Linked DNA regions of Mus musculus: regions 2 and 3 are each linked to region 1. Evidence: chromatin contacts called from public HiCAR-type and HiChIP or PLAC-seq data. All regions are on one chromosome and are shown on one strand. The core of a region is the stretch at or near the end of the contact, and the rest is flanking DNA. Distances in the headings are between cores, read along the strand shown. Region 1 holds the start of Plpp4 (phospholipid phosphatase 4). Region 2 has its middle 16 kb from the start of Wdr11. Region 3 holds the start of Wdr11 (WD repeat domain 11).

What was found. HiCAR-type assays count read pairs that join an accessible place to other places. HiChIP or PLAC-seq counts read pairs in DNA pulled down with a chosen protein or histone mark.
Region 2: an H3K4me3 HiChIP or PLAC-seq map of forebrain shows a contact between it and region 1, with 4 times the contacts expected there. The contact joins the enhancer-like site here to the promoter of Plpp4 in region 1. A contact is called at or near these places in 3 of 39 promoter capture datasets (cranial neural crest, embryonic stem cells and stem cell-derived epiblast-like cells), 1 of 484 Hi-C or Micro-C datasets (nephron progenitors) and 3 of 115 datasets of contacts at active chromatin or transcription factors (embryonic forebrain, forebrain and oligodendrocyte precursor cells).
Region 3: a HiCAR-type map of astrocytes shows a contact between it and region 1, with 2.2 times the contacts expected there. The contact joins the promoter of Wdr11 here to the promoter of Plpp4 in region 1. A contact is called at or near these places in 4 of 39 promoter capture datasets (embryonic stem cells, hippocampal neurons and stem cell-derived epiblast-like cells), 2 of 484 Hi-C or Micro-C datasets (embryonic stem cells and nephron progenitors), 2 of 115 datasets of contacts at active chromatin or transcription factors (astrocytes and oligodendrocyte precursor cells) and 2 of 9 other capture datasets (adipose tissue and liver).

Annotation. Positions count from the first base shown.
Region 1 is chr7:129,255,691-129,259,413 of GRCm38.p6, forward strand. Plpp4 (phospholipid phosphatase 4) reads left to right here and starts at 1,404. Exons shown (of 7, transcript NM_001080963.1): 1 at 1,404-1,479. The coding sequence starts at 1,424.
Region 2 is chr7:129,573,637-129,577,256 of GRCm38.p6, forward strand. No RefSeq gene overlaps it. Among named protein-coding and RNA genes, the nearest start is that of Wdr11, 16 kb to the right of the region's middle. Within about 2 kb of position 2,100, at least 31 of the 459 cell types and tissues checked have an H3K27ac peak or open chromatin away from gene starts, as enhancers often do. A contact at or near this core is called in forebrain, where this site is marked.
Region 3 is chr7:129,589,229-129,593,262 of GRCm38.p6, forward strand. Wdr11 (WD repeat domain 11) reads left to right here and starts at 2,635. Exons shown (of 29, transcript NM_172255.3): 1 at 2,635-2,835; 2 at 3,748-3,859. The coding sequence starts at 2,750.

The DNA of each region.
Region 1 (3,723 bases), core at 154-2,653:
CATGATATCCCATGTGCCTGATGATCTATACATGCACTGCTCACGTGCCAAAGCCCTCCACAGACAGCAGACACTGCTTCTGTATCTTCAATTGCTGGGATGGTGTTCCTTCCACACAGCCTGGATCCCTCCCCACTGAGGCGCCTGGGCTCAGCTGTCTAAGGGCTGGCATGTGCCATTGGCAACAGGGTCTGCTTTCTACCTACTCCTACTTGGGTCCAAGTGGGAAATCTAGATCCCCAGGACCGGGAGCCAACTTCTAATCCATCCCTGCTCACAAAATCCTGAGAGGTCTTTCCTAGAATCCAAGAAAGATCCAAGTTCCCCAGAGACAACCCTACAAGTATGATTAATGACTTCTACGGGTGATGCAAATGCAAAGCCAAGACCAAGCCGCCGGTCCCAGGCTTGTGGTTGTCACCCCCAGGCCACCATTTATTTATATTTGAATTTCTGACTGAGTACTGAGACCAAGGCTCCTGCTTCTACTTGTTGCCTGATGATAGCCTGCTATGTGCAGGCAGGGATGCTAAGAGAGCTGCTGTTCATATCCACAGCACAGCAGCCCCAAGCCACTGATGGTGTTGGAGGATGCTGGAGGAGAGGAGAGGGTCCTCAGATACTACATAACAATGGTGGCATAAGAGGGCGGGGACCAAGTTCACATTGGCCCTCAGTTTGTGTCAGGGTTTTTGTATTCCAGTCTGGCACCTTCTGAGAGAAAGCAAAGATTGGGAGCAATCTTCTGGGAACTTTCTAGAATCAGGGGTGGGGAAAAGAAAATCTGAGGTTGGTAAGACCTAAGAGGGTCAGAAAGCAGAAAGGAAGAAGCGCTCCCAGGTGGAGCCAGAGAATGCCAGGGCTGTCCTGAGTGTGAGAGAATCCCCAAAGCGCCCATCTCCATGTCCACGTGCGGGTGTGCGAAGAAAGAGCAGAGAGCCAGAGCAGGAGTCGCAGGCTGGAGAGGAGGCGCGCAGCGGCCGCCGGCGGAGCGTGCTGCTGGGCGCGGAGCCCAGGGGCGGCCCAGTAGCCGGGAAGCCGCGCAGCGCGCCGGGAGGGAGGCGGCGGCGACGACAGCAGGGCATCCCCCAGGCTTCCCCTCCTGGGTCCTGGGCGCCAGGCGCAAACCCAGGACACAGAAACAGCACTGATCGCAAGTGAGCAGTGAGTCCCTGACGCGCCCCTGATCGGCGTTATCAGGAGTGGGACCTGAAGAGGCTGGTGTCTGGGTGTCCGGGAGCCCAGAGCGGGAGGCTGGGACTGAGCCCTCCCCGCCGCCCCCACCCCGCGCCCGCCTCCCGCCCCCGCCCGCGGCCTGCAGCGCGCCTCCCTCACCGCCCAGGCTCCGGAGAGCCGCTCCGGCCGAGCCGTGGGAGCCACGGACAGCGCCAGCTGCCGCTGCGGGAGCTACTCCGGCTGCACCATGCGGGAGCTGGCCATCGAGATCGGGGTGCGAGCCCTTCTCTTCGGGGTCTTTGTGTAAGTAGTGGTGCACCGCGGGAGGGGACCTAAAGACTCAGCCTCTGGGAGCCCCAACTTTGTTTGCGCTGCTGTGTCTCGCCGGGGCCTGGGTTCGAGATTCCCTCCTTGGTTGGTGCCGGGGATGTTCCATACGGGATCAAAAGAAATCCTCTCCTCCTTTTCTTGGGACCCTCAGCGCACAGTAATCCTAGCATGCCCAGGACTGAGACCTGCTTCCGTAGTAGCTCCTAGTCTGGAAGCAAGTCTGGCGGCCCTAGCTCCGATGCCCCAAGTCTGATCCTTTCACCAGCCCCGCGCACACCTGTCCCTGGAATTTAGGCTGCTCCTTAAGACCAGGACAGGCAGCCTGGCTCGTGCCCTAGGGAAGTTTCTCTCTCTCCTGTGATCTTTGAAGCTGATGATGGCAGTTTTTACTCTTGGCCCCTTCTCCCGACACCCCATGCTGTGCCCAGGCAGCCAGGGTCAGCCTAGGTCTCCTTCTATGTCCCTGGTTCCTGAACTGACAGCCCTACAGAGCCTCAAATAGGTGTCTGCGTTACTTCTCTGCCTGGAAAACTGTTGCCATGGAGGGTTGAGCAGGTCAGGATCTGCAGCAGGCTGCGGGGCTCAGAACACCAGGAGCTCCTTTTACATGTGACTGGCAGAAGCCCTTTGGGGACAGCATTGAAATGTTCAGGTGGCACCTAGGAATAGTCATTTCGGAAAAAAGGAGGGAGCCTGGTGCCATTTCTTCAGAAATGTCTGTGCTCGGGCTCCCCCAAGGAGCTTTCTCGGCTTTCTAGTCTCTTGGGTTCAAACCCACCTAGCAGGTAGCCTTAAGTTACCAAGGGGGTAACTGCGGGTTACCACGGCTGACACATCTGCACTGTTACCCCCAGTAGTAGGTCAGGTTTTCTCTTTCCTACCCATGGCTGGCTGACACATTTTATATATTAAAGTTGCACGGACTTTCTCGATTTACTGGAGTCTTGGTGTGTGTGTGTGTGTGTGTGTGTGTGTGTGTGTGTCCCATCAAGGCAATCAAGAAGCACCCCTCCCAATAAATTTCTGCCCCAACCATGGCAGGTAGGCAAGTGTGTAGTATAAAAGACTACTTCTGCACCTTGGGGTATATGCATAGAAAGGAATGCTTTTTAAATTTTATTTATTTATTTATTGTGTGTGTGTGTGTGTGTGTGCGCGCGCGCGCACATGCGTTTAAATTAGGGATTAAATTCATCCTGAGGATTCATTCATACCATCAGAAAAGACTAGGAGCTTTCCAGATGTGGGCCACCCCCTCCCCTTTCTGCCTGAACACTAGTGTTATTCACTGGGAACAGGGAGAAGGAACTTCAGTTGGATCTTGATGCATATGAAAAGAATCAAGCCCCTCCCCCTTCTTTCTCTCTGTCTTTCTACCTTTGGAGTAAACCTTCAAAGGCCTGGCTGCCGGTTGATTGCATGGGGGGCAGTTTTGGGTTGGCAGATAGGCTAAAACCCCACTCAATGATTAGGTGTTAAAAATGATAGACTGATGGTTAGTGCATGGTAGAATCTAACATTTGTTGGGGGGGGAATGTCTGTACAAAAGTAATGCAGGAATAACATGAAATAGGCTAGAAGGCTCTCTGCTTTAATTGCTTCCGGGAAGATTTATTTTAAAAGGGTCTAACCACATGCAAAATATTTATATGTTTTCACATTTCCTTTCAAACAGTCTTCCAAACACGTATGAGATGTTTTCAAATCTACAATGGCTCGTTTAGTGAATTAGAAAACTTGGTAAATTTTGTTTGTGTGTCTGGCTTTTTCTAAGAACATCATGTAAAAAACAAAACAACTAACCAACCAACCAACCAACCAATGAAATCACCCATCACTTTTCAGTGTTTTCCCCAAAGGCCCCTCCTGTGTTCTTTAGTGCGGGATCTATAATCACCTGCCACCACAGGATACATATGGACATTGATTGCATTTTGGCATGATTCTTGAGTTTCATATGAAATTGCCAATATTATCTATAAAGACCAGATTGGCACTGAAGTCAAGCTGGGGGTGGCAGTTTATGCAGATAATGGCTTCTGGGAGAACATAGGAGGAGAGGGGACACAGATGACCTCTTGTTTCCTCGGATAAGCTTCTGGTGCCTTGGCAGAGGCTAGCTTTGGCGAGGAAGTTCTCTTCTTCCCTTTGGCAGCACTGTGGTGAGGAGGGGACTGAGTGAAGGCTCACTGCCATCAAGACTGCGTTCCCTGCAGC
Region 2 (3,620 bases), core at 850-3,349, 320 kb after region 1:
AGAAGGAATAGTAAAACATTTCCGTTTGGGGATGAGCATTAACAGACTTATCCTCAACACTTAAATAAATTCTAAGCCTTTGCAGTAGCAGCTACACACTGCAGTAAAAGCTTCTTTGACCAAAGCTCATGGCACAAATCTACGAGCACACACAAATATCTAGAAGGCAACGTGAAAGGCATAGCATATGTGTTTAGCAATATAATATCTGTTGCTACCTCAGAGGGCATATATATTTCCAGCCATGGGCTGTTGGGAACTTCTGAGTCCCCTTCTATGGAGTGGCCCTCAAGTCCAATCAGCAAGTGATTGGTTACCTCCAAAACAGTTAGGTCATTATTCTATCAATGGCCACATCCTGCTTTGCCAGTCAATAGTGTAGTTTGCAAGGTCCACATCCGAGAAAGAATGCTGGTGACAGTTCTGCCCCAACGGTTTACAGAGCATCTGGCAGCATGATAAAAGCTAGCTAGTAGGAAGGAGGCTTCCAAATTTAGTTCCAGCTTGGTTTTTCTATGTCTTGCAACCAAGTCTGTGATGTATTCAGCAATAGAGACTTAACATCTGGCTCTAGTTGGTAATCAACAGCAGAGGCAAAAAAAAAAAAAAACTATTGTTTTGGGACCCTTAGCAGCCTCCTTGGTCAACAACACACAGGGGTGGACGGTAGCCCATCTCTGACAGTGGAATTTCTTTCTGGCTTCAAGAAGTTCTTGTTGGTGTGTTTTGGAAAGACCTTGATACAGCCCAGGATGTCCTATAACTTGAGACATTGCTATACTGCCATGCTGAGCTTCTATCACAATTTCTCTTCGAAAGAAGAGTCAAATAACAGGCTGTCATCCTGTATGTTTGTATTTCCTAAGATGACATTGTAGCCATCTTATCAATACACTCTGTGATAGTGTACAGCAATGAAAGTGCACTGCGATGCAGTTCTCACATGGCATCTCTGTTACTAGATGACACGTGATCATGCAAACAAATCACTTCTCTGTCCATTAAAAGTTTGCATAGAGCACTGCCCAGATTTCTCTGGCCTTCCATCCTTTCTCTGGGCTTTCATTTCTCCTTTTTCATGACTGCTAACGAACAAGAGGCAACTAAGCAGCTCACTGGAACTTGAGAAAGGAAATACGCAAACCCACAGAGATGGGAAGTAGATCAGCACTTGTCAGGGGCTGAGGCATGGAGAAATCTTTTTTAAGTGTGGAAAGATTGTTCATAGGTACAGGATATATTTCGAAGGCCATGAACATGTTTTGAAATACAGAAGCAATTATTAATAAGGTCTGGGAATATAAAGAGCATGGAATTCTACAATTCTAAGGGGGAAATTTTATGATGTTACTTTTATATCAACAGAAAAAAGATAGAATGATGGGTAGATAGATGGATGATAGATGGGAGGAAATAGATGAATACAAAAAAGGCAGATAAACAGATAGAAAAGCCCAGGCTAGACTGACTCTTTCAGCAAATCCAAAGTAGCCAAGGGCCTCCAAGCAAACCCCCAAGTGATTTTCTCACCAGGATGATTTTGGCTATCTGGCTCCTGGGCTGCTGCTCTGTGACTTTTGCTGCATGGAAGAAATGCAGTGATGAAGAGAGGCAGGGTGGGGGTGTCACTTAGAGCGCTCTGGGAGGGAAGAGGTATTTGCACTTCACAGAGCCTGGCATGGAGACAGAGCACCAGCCAGATCCTCTGCTTTGACTCCTAGCAGCAGGCAATGATTGCTAATTAGAGAGAAAAGCATGCTGTTGTCATTTCAAAAAACAAAGAACACAAAGCCAAATGTTCACTCATAATCACTTCAAAAAAAAGGCATGGGTGGTCAGGCTGAGCACCCCAGGGGCCCAGGCCATTAGCTAAGGGGTGAATGTCTTAGACCTGCAGATGTCAGCTGAGACATCCTCGCACGTATTAATAGACAGATGGAGCTGGAGAGCCTGCAGCTCTGAGGCTGGGTTAGCGATGGCTCTGATTCCCTGTAGTTTCCGAATCACACTCCTGTAAGATAAGGAGCACCTTCATTTCCCCAAGTCTGTGAAGCAGGAATCGCCATTGCTATGGACCAGGTCTGAGGGTGGCTTTAAACAGAACTATGCTTTAGGGCTACGCTGGTAGCAGTATGAACAAGGACATACATTTCTAGTGATGACAGGGGAAGCTCTCCTAAATTACTTGGACTTCCTATGTATTTTTGCCCTACAAATAATCATTGCTTGAGTAATTATCACCTGACTGTGAGCAGAAAAATAACCTACTTTAGCCAGCTTGTCTCCGCTGAGCAATGGAACAGCCCCGATCTTATGAAACAAGATTGTTTATCTAATAAGAGAAGTTGCTATAATTAGTCAACACTCGTGACTTTTTTTCCCTGAAATAACTTCTCTGCATACTTCTTTTCTCTAACACAGCACAGCCATGACTTCTGGGAGTTCATTTTGATTACTCTATTAGCTGGGTCACTAATTAAGTAGATGGATTTGAGGGGAATTATATCAGGATCCTGCAAATAACATAGGAATCCTCTGGGAGTTGTTGGCAAAGGCATCCTAAAACACAACTTCTCTGTGGCAGCAAGAGCTGGTCACTGTGGGAAGGGGGACCTTCTCCTACCAGGATGTCCCCCTCTTCCAAGATCGGGTGGGCTCCTGCTTCAAATCCAGCTTCTCCTGTCTTCACCGCCATCAGTCCTGCATGGAGATGTGTGTCCAAACTGTAAAGCATGTCTTTATGGTTTTGTTGTTGTTGTTGTTTTGAGACAGGGTTTCTCTATGTATCCCTGGTTGTCCTGGAACTCCCTCTGTAGACCAGGTTAGCCTCGAACTCAGAAATCTGCCTGCCTCTGCCTCCCAAGTGCTGGGATTAAAGGAGTGTGCCACCACTGACCAGCCAAAGCACGTATTTTAATAATAGTCTAAATGCCAATTTCTGGAATTCTATATTGAGTGTCTTCAGTTTATGGAAGAATGATTAGAAATGATGCTTCTCTCTTCAGAGTCATAGCATGTAGAGAACAAGATAAAGAGACCAGAATCATGGTATGCTGGGCCTCTGGGCGTGTTGCGTCCTCTCTCGGCTTTCTGACATTACCCAACAAGCAGGACCTGTGCAAAGGGATACTTCTCCCCAAACTTGCCGGACTAAAGCCTGGAATTTAGGAGATTCCACAAGTCCACAAATGACTTGTGGATGGTAAGGAAAGAGTAGCCTGGGGTGGGAGGGGGTGTGGGATGAGAAAACAAGATTGGAATCAAGAGTGGGTGCCTGAGGGCCACCTTCCAAACCAGAGACCTTCAGGTCCCCTTATGACTCCAGAAGCCTCTTCCACTCTACAGTTTGCCACTAATACCTGGGAAGTTCTGGCTTTCTCCACAGCCAGCCCAGGGTCCCTATCAAACTGAAGTATAAGAACCTGTTGGGCTGTTGATCCGATTTGCCATGTGTAAAGAGAAGAGATTGTGTTTTGTGACAGTGAGGCAGAGAGTTTAGGACCATGGCAAAGAAAATGTGATTCAGTGGCAAACCCCCTTAGAAGCTCTCAGGAAAAAGCACCACCCGTCCTTCCCTGTATTAGTCAGAGAATGCTGCTCTACACCCATAGCCGCCACTG
Region 3 (4,034 bases), core at 1,385-3,884, 330 kb after region 1:
GAGGGGAAGGGGGAAAAGGAAGGGGAAGAGACAGATAAGGAAGGGAAAGGGAAGAGGGAGGGGAAGAGGAGAAGGGAGGAGAGGGGAGAGGAAGGAGAAGAGGGAAAGAGTGAGGGAGAGAGGGAGAGATGCATAGATAGATAGATAGATAGATAGATAGATAGATAGATAGATAGGTAGATAGATAGATAGATAGATAGATAGATAGATAGATAGATAGATACATGGTAGACAGAGAGATGATATCCCTTGTAGGCCAATAATTCTTTCAATATTGCCCCTGTATTCATTGAAATGATCTGATAGCCCTCATTTTAAAGCTGGCTGTCATGGTGTTTGTGTCTTGGAGGCTCACAAGCCAAATTGGACTCTATTTTCACCCAAATCCTTATCAATTCTTCTCTTGCAAGCCATGCCTTCAAAAAGAAAGGTCTTTATCTGCTAAAATGATATCTTAGAGGAAGCAATGCAGTCACTGAAAACAGCAGGCCTTGTTTTATGCCTATCAGTAAATAAACAAGGAATTATAGGAAGCTAAGTGTTACGTTAAGGCTTTGTAAATGTTTGGTCTAATTTAATCCTTTTCTCTGCCACAATAACAGGGGGAAGGAGTTTGTATTAGTGCAGGTTCTATCTCTCTGACAGAACACTATGATCAAGGCAACTTAGGAAAGACAAAGTTTATCTAGACTTACAGTTCTGGAGGGATAAGCATCAATCAAGGCAGGGAATTATGGCAACAGGCAAGATGGAGGAACACATGAGAACTACATTTCAAACCACAAGCAGAAAGCAGAGAAAACAAACTTGAGATGGTCTATCTAAGCCTTTAAACTCTCAAAATCTGTCCCCAGTGACACACTTCCTCCATCCAGGCCAGACCTCCTGAACCTACGAAACAACCGACAACTGAAAAATCAAATGCTCTAATGCTCAGGATGGTGAGGGACGTCTCACTGAAGCCAGCACAGAGGCTGAAAGGAGTTAAAGATGCTTCTCAGAGTCACAATGAGTGACCTAAAGCCCTCAGTAACACCGACCTTCCATGAGCCCCTTGAAGATGCAGGAGAAGAGGGACATTCATGTAGATTTTTACATATGCAAGCACTGAGCAGGACTATCAGCAGGGTTCCAAGAGTCATCATGCTATGCAGTTTCAGTAACTAAAAATACAGATGAAATCTACATATATAGTAAAGAATATCAAAAGAACAACTTACCAACATTTGTTTCATTTCATCATTTTTTAAGATTTCCTTTCATTTCAACTATGTGTTTATGTGAGGGTATGTTCTTGTGTAGGAGCAGGAGCACTAGAGTCTAGAAGGGTGTGAACCCTGGGAGTTGGAATTACAGGTGGTTGTGAGCTGTCTCACTCTGGTGCTGGAGAACACACTTAAGTCCTCTTAACTGCAGCCTTTGACTTTGCTGGGAATATTTGCGTAGCCAATTGACTCAAGGTTCATGTTGACATTTATGGAACGACAGTGGTTTTTTTATATACATCTTATATGTTTTAATATAAATCTTATATATAAATATTGTAATATAATCTATATATAAACATAGTATGTATTTATATTATGTATGTATATTTTATAATACTACATATTATAATATATAATTTCTATAATGTATTGTGCTATATATCATATAATATACATATCATAAAATATATTTCTATATTATATGTTTATTCAACACATACTTTTGTATATTTTAATAAACATTATATATGTATATATATATGAAAAGGAACTTCAATTTATAATAAACGAAGAATACTTATAACTCAGAAGTGAAAAGACAAAGTGAGCTAAAATATCCCAATAGGGTATTTTTAAAAATAATTACAAATGGCTAAATTGCTGCTAAAAGACACTCAACATCTTTACTCACTGAGTCTTCCTCACCTCACTTGTGTGTTGGCCAGATTTCCAAATCTGAAACAAGCACCCGAGATACTCAGTCTCTAAAGGACAATATCTCGGAGCTTCTAGTCCATGCCTGGTTTGCCCCATTGTTCTTGAACCTATACCATGGTGACGATGCACAGCAAGATGGCAAAACCTTTCACTTCATGGGCCACAAAAAATAAGGAGGAAAAGACCAGGGTCCAACAATTCCCTTCAACAGCACCTCCCACCCCAACCTGGGCGCTTCTCCTAGTGATCTAAAAACCTCCCAATGGGCCCTTCTTCCTAAAGTAGGGAAAATCACGTTTTTTAATACATGGTCCTTTGGGAGCGAGTTATGCAAACCCTATTAGCCAGGATAGTTATCACATAATAAAAAGAGAACAAACATTAGTGAGCATTAGTGAGTAGACAGTCACTGTGTCTTCTCATGCAGGACCCTTCTACAACAAACAGTGGCTGGCAATGGTAGTTGCCCTAAATTAACATATCAAAGGCAGAAAAGCAAACTGGGAGTTTTATTGTTTTGTTTTCACGATTTCCAGCAATCTTTCTCCCAAAAGGAAGAAAGCAGATGCGACTGGTAGCAGAACCCCTCTTCCATGCTTAGCTCCAACCCACACTCCATGGGATTCACTTGAGTTTCGGAACTTTGGAGAGGGAGGAACCTAGAAGTCCTAGTTCCTGGAGAGACGACGGACTATTGGAAGGAGGAACCTGGGATTTCACGGAACCCAACTGCTGGCGCGGACGCGACTACCCGGACTTTGGAACGGAAGAGCTGCTCGTGTCGCTTCCTGCCTGCCGGTGGGGAGGGCCGGGGTGCCGCCGCGATGTTACCCTACACCGTAAACTTCAAGGTGTCAGCGCGCACCCTCACCGGGGCTCTCAACGCGCACAACAAGGCGGCGGTGGACTGGTGAGGGCAGTGCTTCCGGCCTCGGCCGCAGTTCGCGAGGGGACGGGGAAGAACACTGGGCTTCCGGTTTTCCTCGCCTAGACCGCGGCCAGCGTCCCACAGCTCGCAGATTTGCTTTTAGTTGAGACATTTGTGTTGTCCTATAAGTCGCAAATGCCTGGAGCCGGCAGGTCCTCGGTGCAGACAGTTTCAGTCCTGGGTTCTTTCTCCGCATCTCATTCCTTTACTGTCCCCATTTCCTCTTCCCCAGCCTGCACCCGGGAGGGCTTCTCTCCTTGTCTCCTTTTCTCTTCCTGGTCCTGACTCTTTCTTACTCTTTCAGACTCCTCTTTTTCACTTAGATGCATTCAACAATGCCCCAAACTGTGTCCTGTCACTTACCTACTCCCACTTTTATCTTTACTGGTTCCCGTGAAGCACGGCCTCCACAGCCAGTTCTCTTTCCACAGTGAAATAACACCCAGGTTCTGAGAACTAACCATGTGAGGCAAATCCTATTACTGTTGTGCTAGGAATGTTGCTGCGGAGGCTGAGACCTCTCATGTACTTTTTTATCTGATTGAAAGGACTAAGACTAGTCACTCATCCTAGGGGCATTGTGGATTCTATGTTGTTATAAAAAATAAATGTTATTAAATGCTGAATAAGACAGCATGTGTTCATACAAAACCAGCCCAGATTGGTTTTGCACATCAGAGCTCTTTGTAGATATCTTTTAGAACTGTTGATCTGAGTGAAAATGAGTCTCAATAAATATTTGTAAACTTAGCTGGGGGTGTTTTGTAAATGGAACAATATCACAAGCCTTTCACTTTAAGAAGTACTACTAATAATGGCACATGTGAACTAGATTTGTTTATGATAGGCAAAGTTGAGTCGCTTTGTTTTATATTTTAACACTTGTTTCGCCAGGGGCTGGCAAGGTTTAATTGCATATGGATGCCATTCACTGGTGGTAGTGATCGATTCCAATACTGCCCAAACTCTACAAGTTCTAGAAAAACATAAAGCTGATATTGTTAAGGTAAGTTAAGTCACACATCAGCCCCATAACCTCAAGTTTAATACGTCATCAGGTTCTCATTAAGTCATAGATATAAATACAATTATCTAGGGTTGCCTAGCATTTACATACCCATGACTTAATGTCAATCCAGAATACATTGTTAAGTGCTAGTTCTGGGGCACTTTGAAAAGGT